Linked DNA regions of Mus musculus: region 1 is linked to region 2. Evidence: chromatin contacts called from public Micro-C data. All regions are on one chromosome and are shown on one strand. Each heading gives the region's core, a stretch centred on a gene start, on an enhancer-like site or on the middle of the called end of the contact. The rest is flanking DNA. Distances are from core to core; before and after follow the strand shown. Region 1 overlaps Gabbr2 (gamma-aminobutyric acid (GABA) B receptor, 2). Region 2 overlaps Gabbr2 (gamma-aminobutyric acid (GABA) B receptor, 2).

What was found. A called contact is a pair of places that touch in the nucleus more often than the background predicts.
Region 1: a contact with region 2 is called in a Micro-C map of muscle stem cells, with 2.6 times the contacts expected there. The contact joins two enhancer-like sites. A contact is called at or near these places in 3 of 484 Hi-C or Micro-C datasets (ECoMG-derived neutrophils, bone marrow-derived macrophages and muscle stem cells) and 1 of 115 datasets of contacts at active chromatin or transcription factors (embryonic basal ganglia).

The regions. Positions count from the first base shown.
Region 1 is chr4:46,965,523-46,968,471 of GRCm38.p6, reverse strand. The region is part of intron 1 of Gabbr2 (gamma-aminobutyric acid (GABA) B receptor, 2); the gene reads left to right. Among named protein-coding and RNA genes, the nearest start is that of Gabbr2, 25 kb to the left of the region's middle. Within about 2 kb of position 1,656, at least 1 of the 459 cell types and tissues checked has an H3K27ac peak or open chromatin away from gene starts, as enhancers often do. A contact at or near this core is called in muscle stem cells, where this site is marked.
Region 2 is chr4:46,826,425-46,829,386 of GRCm38.p6, reverse strand. The region is part of intron 3 of Gabbr2 (gamma-aminobutyric acid (GABA) B receptor, 2); the gene reads left to right. Among named protein-coding and RNA genes, the nearest start is that of Gm32208, 22 kb to the left of the region's middle. Within about 2 kb of position 1,601, at least 42 of the 459 cell types and tissues checked have an H3K27ac peak or open chromatin away from gene starts, as enhancers often do. A contact at or near this core is called in muscle stem cells, where this site is marked.

The sequences.
Region 1 (2,949 bases), core at 407-2,906, 140 kb before region 2:
GTCTGTGGGAATCCAGCTCTTGTGTACTTACCGCAGTCCTTGGCACCCGTGTCAGGGACAGTGAAGAAAAATCATGGTGGGAATTTGCAAGTGACAGAGAAGCATCAGGTCCCACATGCACTAGTTAGGCCAGGAATGTGAGGAGGCGTTTCATCTCGTTTTCTAGATGAGGTTAGTAGCATGCTCACCTCAAGGAGGAACTGAATTACAACACCACAGACATTTCAATTGCGGGCCATAAAGAGCTTGTCAAGCGCTAATTGCAGCCTTGCAGAGCTGCGCATTACAAACCTCGTGATTATGCCAGCTGCTGCCTGCCTGGCGGAGGGAGCCATGCACTGTGCAGGAAAGGTGTGCCTGGTTGGCGTGCACAGGTTCCATTTGTTTATTCGGAGATCAGACCTGGGCTCTAAGTAGGTGTGTGGAGTGGAAGGCGATGTGAGAGAGCTGTGGTTGGAGGTGCCCCTGGGAGGGTAGCAGGTGTTCTGACTGGAAACAGGTTGTCCACAGCAGTTTAGTCAAAAGCAGTGTGATCAAGGTAAGAACGAGATGCCAAGGGACGAGCTGTCAAAAAATGATAACAAAAAAGAGTGGTCTCTATCAGTAGGTCCTCATGCATTGCTAATGTCACTACACTGCTGATTTAAGAGATCTTCTTCATCTACCCCACTGTGTGCCGGCAAATGTTGTAAGCAGCGAGGAGTCCAAGGTGGGCTTGTGGGAATAAGACAAAGAACCTTTCCACAGAGAGTGTTTGTGGTGGTCAAGAGACAATCGACGCACAAATTAACATCATCTTAACCTAGATAGAGCTAACCAGAAAGTGCTAGGTTTTCCTGGGTTTTGGACTATTTACTTACATGTAATGAGATAACTTGTGAGGGACCCAAGTCTAAACGTGAATTCCATGTGTGCTTTCTACATCCTTTATACACATATGCTAAGGATAATTTTATACAACATTTTAGGCAATTTTGTTCATGGAACCAAGTTTTGAATGGCAAACCATTGGGAAACAAAGTGGTGTCTGTCTCGATCACTGTTGGAGCATCCATGGCTGTGTGGCGTTGCCCTAACTCCAGGTTCTGAATTCTCTGGTTTTGGTGTGTTCGAGATTTGGGATGTTTGGATTAGGGAAGCTCAAACTGTACCAGAACCAGCAGTAAAGGAGTGTCAGGAGTGTGTGGTCATGGTGTGGGGTGGAATCTTCCCTCTAGAAGGCTGCAGTGCTCTCTGAGATGGTGCTGGAGGGAGGCTGGCTAGAGGAAATGAGAGCTTTGCTGGGGCTCAGGACAAAGGAAGGCTGCGGGGCTGAGGAGAGCAGGGCCAAGTCAGAGAGTGGGTAGGGTCCTCAGGACTATATGGTAGAGGGCATTGGAGGAGTTGGAGCAGGGAGGGGATGTGATGCGCCTGTGTCGCAGGGCCACTTTTCAGTATGTTTTAGAGAGTTTTGGTATATATATATATTTGATACCAAAAGAGATTGAGATTATAGCCAACCACCATTAGACAAAACCACCAACACAGAAAAAATGTTGAAACATTAGCAACCTGTTTAAGTCCCTGTAAGACCCAGGGAGCCAGTCTAAGAGGCCCTCCAGCTGTTAAAAGCACAAGGCCAATGAGCAAGGTGATTTGTCTTCCACAGCTGTTGTCTGGGTCAAGACTGCAGCTGCTGGGGCTGGCCAGCACACTCTTCTCTGGTAAAGAGCCTGGGTCTGGCCCAACAGAAGCAGGCATGAGGCCAGCTGATCTGAAGCTACCACAGATGGGGGACTTGAGTAATCTGCACACTGAGAACAGATAGAGCTCTACTCCTCTTGGTCACATGGGAAGCCCATTCCCTTAGAGATGGATGTCTGATGGTTTATAGGTTTCTAAGGCAGGGTATGGCAGTACTGGGGACATATGCAGTGTGAATGGCTGTCTCTAAGACCACTCTGTCAATCTGGAACTCTTTCCCTATGTCAGAAGGGAAGGTGTTTTCCCCGAGTGCCCAGCCACCTCTGTACCCTGTATTCATCCTGTCAGAGTGTGAACATTTGTGTCTAAACACAACTGTCTAGATAAGTTTGGTCTTGTGTCCCTGTGGCTGTGTGTATGTTTATGTGTGTGCATGCACATGTGTGTACATGTGGAGGCCAGAGATCATTGCTCTGCATCTTATTGCTTTGAGACATCGTCTCTTACTGAATCTGGAGATCACAGATTTGGCTAGGTTGGTTGGTCATCAAAGGCTCGTCTTGTCACCCCACTCGGTGAAAGGATCGCAAGTGCATAGCTTTAGGTTCAACTGGAGACTAAAGTTAGGTCTTCATGGTTGTACAGTGAGCATATCAATGACTTAGAAATCTCCCCAACCCTTCTGTGGAACTTCTGTCAATAGTGTGTTTACACTACAATTAAGCTGTCATGGTGGCTGCTATGATTGTGACTGAACTAAATGTATTAAAACTGTATTTCTTGGTGGAGACTGTAGAGATCCCTGGCGTTCAATGGACATCCAGTCCAGTCTGATCAGATAGACCTCTAAGTCCCAGTGAGAGACCCTGTCTCAGAAAGGCAAGGTGGAGGACTCCAGTGGAAAAACACATCATTGACCTCTGGCCTACAAATGTGAATGCACATGTATGTGAACTCACATGACCCCCCTACACACACACACACACACACACACACACACACACACATACACACCACAAATATATTTATTCTCTCAGATAATGACCTAGCTGATCCTGGCTAATGAGCCATCTCTCCTCCACAAAGTCTTTCAAGGATCCAAGTTCCTCAGCCCCTGTGTCATATAGTTTGCCCTCATAGGCGTGATCACAATAGTGTCTCTGTCACATCTGTATGTTTATCTACCAGAAATGGAAGAGGGGAGAATAAAGTGCAGAAGTTGAGAGCAAGCTGCTTGTGTTAAAGCTGAAGCTGGCACAGGAATGG
Region 2 (2,962 bases), core at 352-2,851:
ATTCTTATATGTCAGTGTTTTTAAGAAACCAAATTCCAGAATTCACACTTACACCGCCCCCTTGGGAGCCCCTAGTTCCAGAATGAGTCTCTGTTGTTCCTCTCTGCTGCTCTTCTCACTCTGGCATCCCAATCTCCACCCTCACTGATGTCCAGGAGACGTTACCTCCCAGAGATCTCAGGTTATCTTGCACACAGCTGTCAGTGCTCTGTAACTAAGGTTTGCTTCTGGCTGCCTCTAATGTGTCTTTAACTCTCAGATTCAGTAATTTAATTCATCTCCTGCCGTCATTTTCTCAGCTCTGCTGGGGTCCTTTGAATTTCAGTTTCTTTCACTGTATCATTTCCAGCATTTTAGAGTTCTGGTTTGCTTTCATCTGTGAAGCACAGAACTGATGTGACAGTTTCCTTTTACTTCCGGTAGCAAATCTGTTCGTTGATGAAGCCCTTCCTCTGCTCATGTTCACTGTCTGTTTTTACGGCTCATGGCTTCCGAATCCTCCCTGACCTGGGACGCCCTGGCATCCATGAACTTTCCGTGGGTCTCCATGGTTTTAGCTGCCTCTGCTGAACTTTCACTTGAGTCTAAGACAAAACTCAAAGCCAGGGACAGAGAGCTGAGGGCCAAGGAGTCACATGGTGCTGAACTGTCTCAGCTACTCATGGTTTCTCCTTGTAGGTGGGAAACAGCTGCTCCAGATGTTCAGGGTCACTCTTGGCCTCTGCCCTTGCTCTTTTGCCTGTGGTGTCTGGCATGACACCGTGGAGAAACTAGATTTGGACAGCTCTGCTTGCTTGTTATTGGACAGCATAGCCAAACCATTGCTGAAGGCAGGTGGGCCATGTGATGAGAAGGGGGCTCCTCCAAGTGGGTCCGTACCCCCTGCCGCAGCCCAGCGTCTTTCTTCCTGAGCAGCACCCTGCTGTGGCCCAGCCTGTCCTCTGGTGCCTAGCTGCACATGGTAGGCTATGTGGTCAGTGACTGCCCCCAGCCCCAGTACACTCTCCCTCCCCACAGCACAGTGCCCCCTGCTCAGGAAGCAGGGCTGTGAGTCAGCCTTCAATCTGGTTTCCTTGGCATCGTACCTCTCTGAAATTCCTCAAAATTGCTGGCATGTTGATGCTTCTCGCTCCTCTTTTTCCAACACTGAAGCAGATTCTCCTATTTTTGTAACTACCTTGCAGGGTCCTTTCTGTCACTTGCAGAAGGGGGTAGCTTAGGTGGGAGGTGGACATCTGTGCTCAGCTATCCTGTCTTCCATCGTTAAAACGGCCTCTCGCTTTGCACAGTGGTGTTCAGGCAGATGAGACGTCTTAGGCGACTCCTGTTCCGTGGCCCTCTTTTAATGTCTTGCCCTATGCTGGCCCTCATCACATCATCTGGCTTTATAATTTAGCCTTTTGTTTTGTTTTGTTTTGTTGTTGTTTTTCTGGGCATGTCCCCTCTCCCTCTCAAATCCCAAGTTAGCATCCCCTCTGAGGAGTGATTCTTCCGCCAAACATGGCTGCCAGGCTCTGGCAACCTGATCCATATCCAGGCCTCCAGTGATATTGATGGAGCTTCCCACATCCTCCCTGCCCTGCCAAGGTCACGACCTTCGTGTGGAAACAGCAGAAGCTGCTCCCGGCCTCCTGGTCCCCATGTGTCCCTCTCAGCAGCAGTGTGTTTCACTGGAGAGCCGTTTCGGATCCTTCTGGCATATCCTGGCCTTGCTTGTGAATCAGCAGTAAGGCAGCAGGCGGTGGAGGGGTGGGGTGCAGAGGCGCCCCAGGTTGGCTTGGCGGCCTGCCCCAGAACCCAGCATATCACACAATTTGCTGTGCCCAGCCTGTGAACAGCTGCCTCTGGCCCTCTCTGGGGAGTTACCAAGCTGCCACAGCTGCTCCTTCCCGGGAGTAGTGAAAAGATCTCTCCCACCAGAGGCTTCTGCGCATCCCTTTGGGGTTTCACAGGGTGCAGGTTAGCTTGTTCCTGCAGAGAGACCACACCTCTTGGGTTTAGGTCAATGGCATTACTGTGGCTTGCCCTGCAGTAACTGAACCCGAAGTTATCTGTCTTATCCTCTCTTTGATCATATCCCTGATAGTGACCACTGCCCCTCACACCTGGCGCGAATGATCTTACTTTTAAATTTACAACCCACCTGGGGTAAGCCGTGGAGGTACCTTTTTTTTTTTTTAAAGAAGAATTCTCTTGTTCACCTGGAGTGGCCAGGACAGAGGGCTACAACAAGTAGAACCATGGGACTCCAGGTCTGTGTGGTTCCCTCTCCCTCACAGCCTGCAGTGAGCACAGAACCACGGGCTCTAGGGCAGGCTCTGCCAGCCATGACTGGCATCTGCGAGTCCAGCTCCTGGTCTAGAAAAAGTGATTAGCACACAGCCGCACTCACTGCTTCTTGTGTTGCCTACGGCTTCTCTTGTAATACAACAGCAGAACTTAGTTGGGACAGAGCCCAGAAGGCCTGTGAAAACTAAATATTTATGCTCTGGCCCCTTGCAGAGGAACCTGGCTTTCTCTTGCTATTGTGGACCATAGGAAGAAATCAGACTAAAGTTAGGTCCTGAGTTCAGTGTTTTCTAGCTGTGTGATCTTGGGTGGCTGTCTTGACCTCTCTGTGTCTTATTATACTTACCCACACATTGCTTATAACTATGCCTTTAAGTCTACACCAGTGGCCTGAAGTAATGTCCTGGCATGAGTGAGGGACTAGAGGGATGGGGGCACTAAAGGCACTGGTCCTAAACACCCTCAGGTCCTAAAGCTGCCCATATTTCTAGGACATCTTATGGCTGCTTGCCACCTGGGCTTCCCCTGTGGCACGCCTGTGCAGTTCATCAGTCTGCAGGGAGAGTTCATTAGGTTGAGTCTGTGACCGGGAACCCCACCGCCATTTCCTTTTCCATCTATCCTAGGTGGTCTGCCTTCTCCACTCTCTCTTCTGCCTCCCTCTGGACTGCTC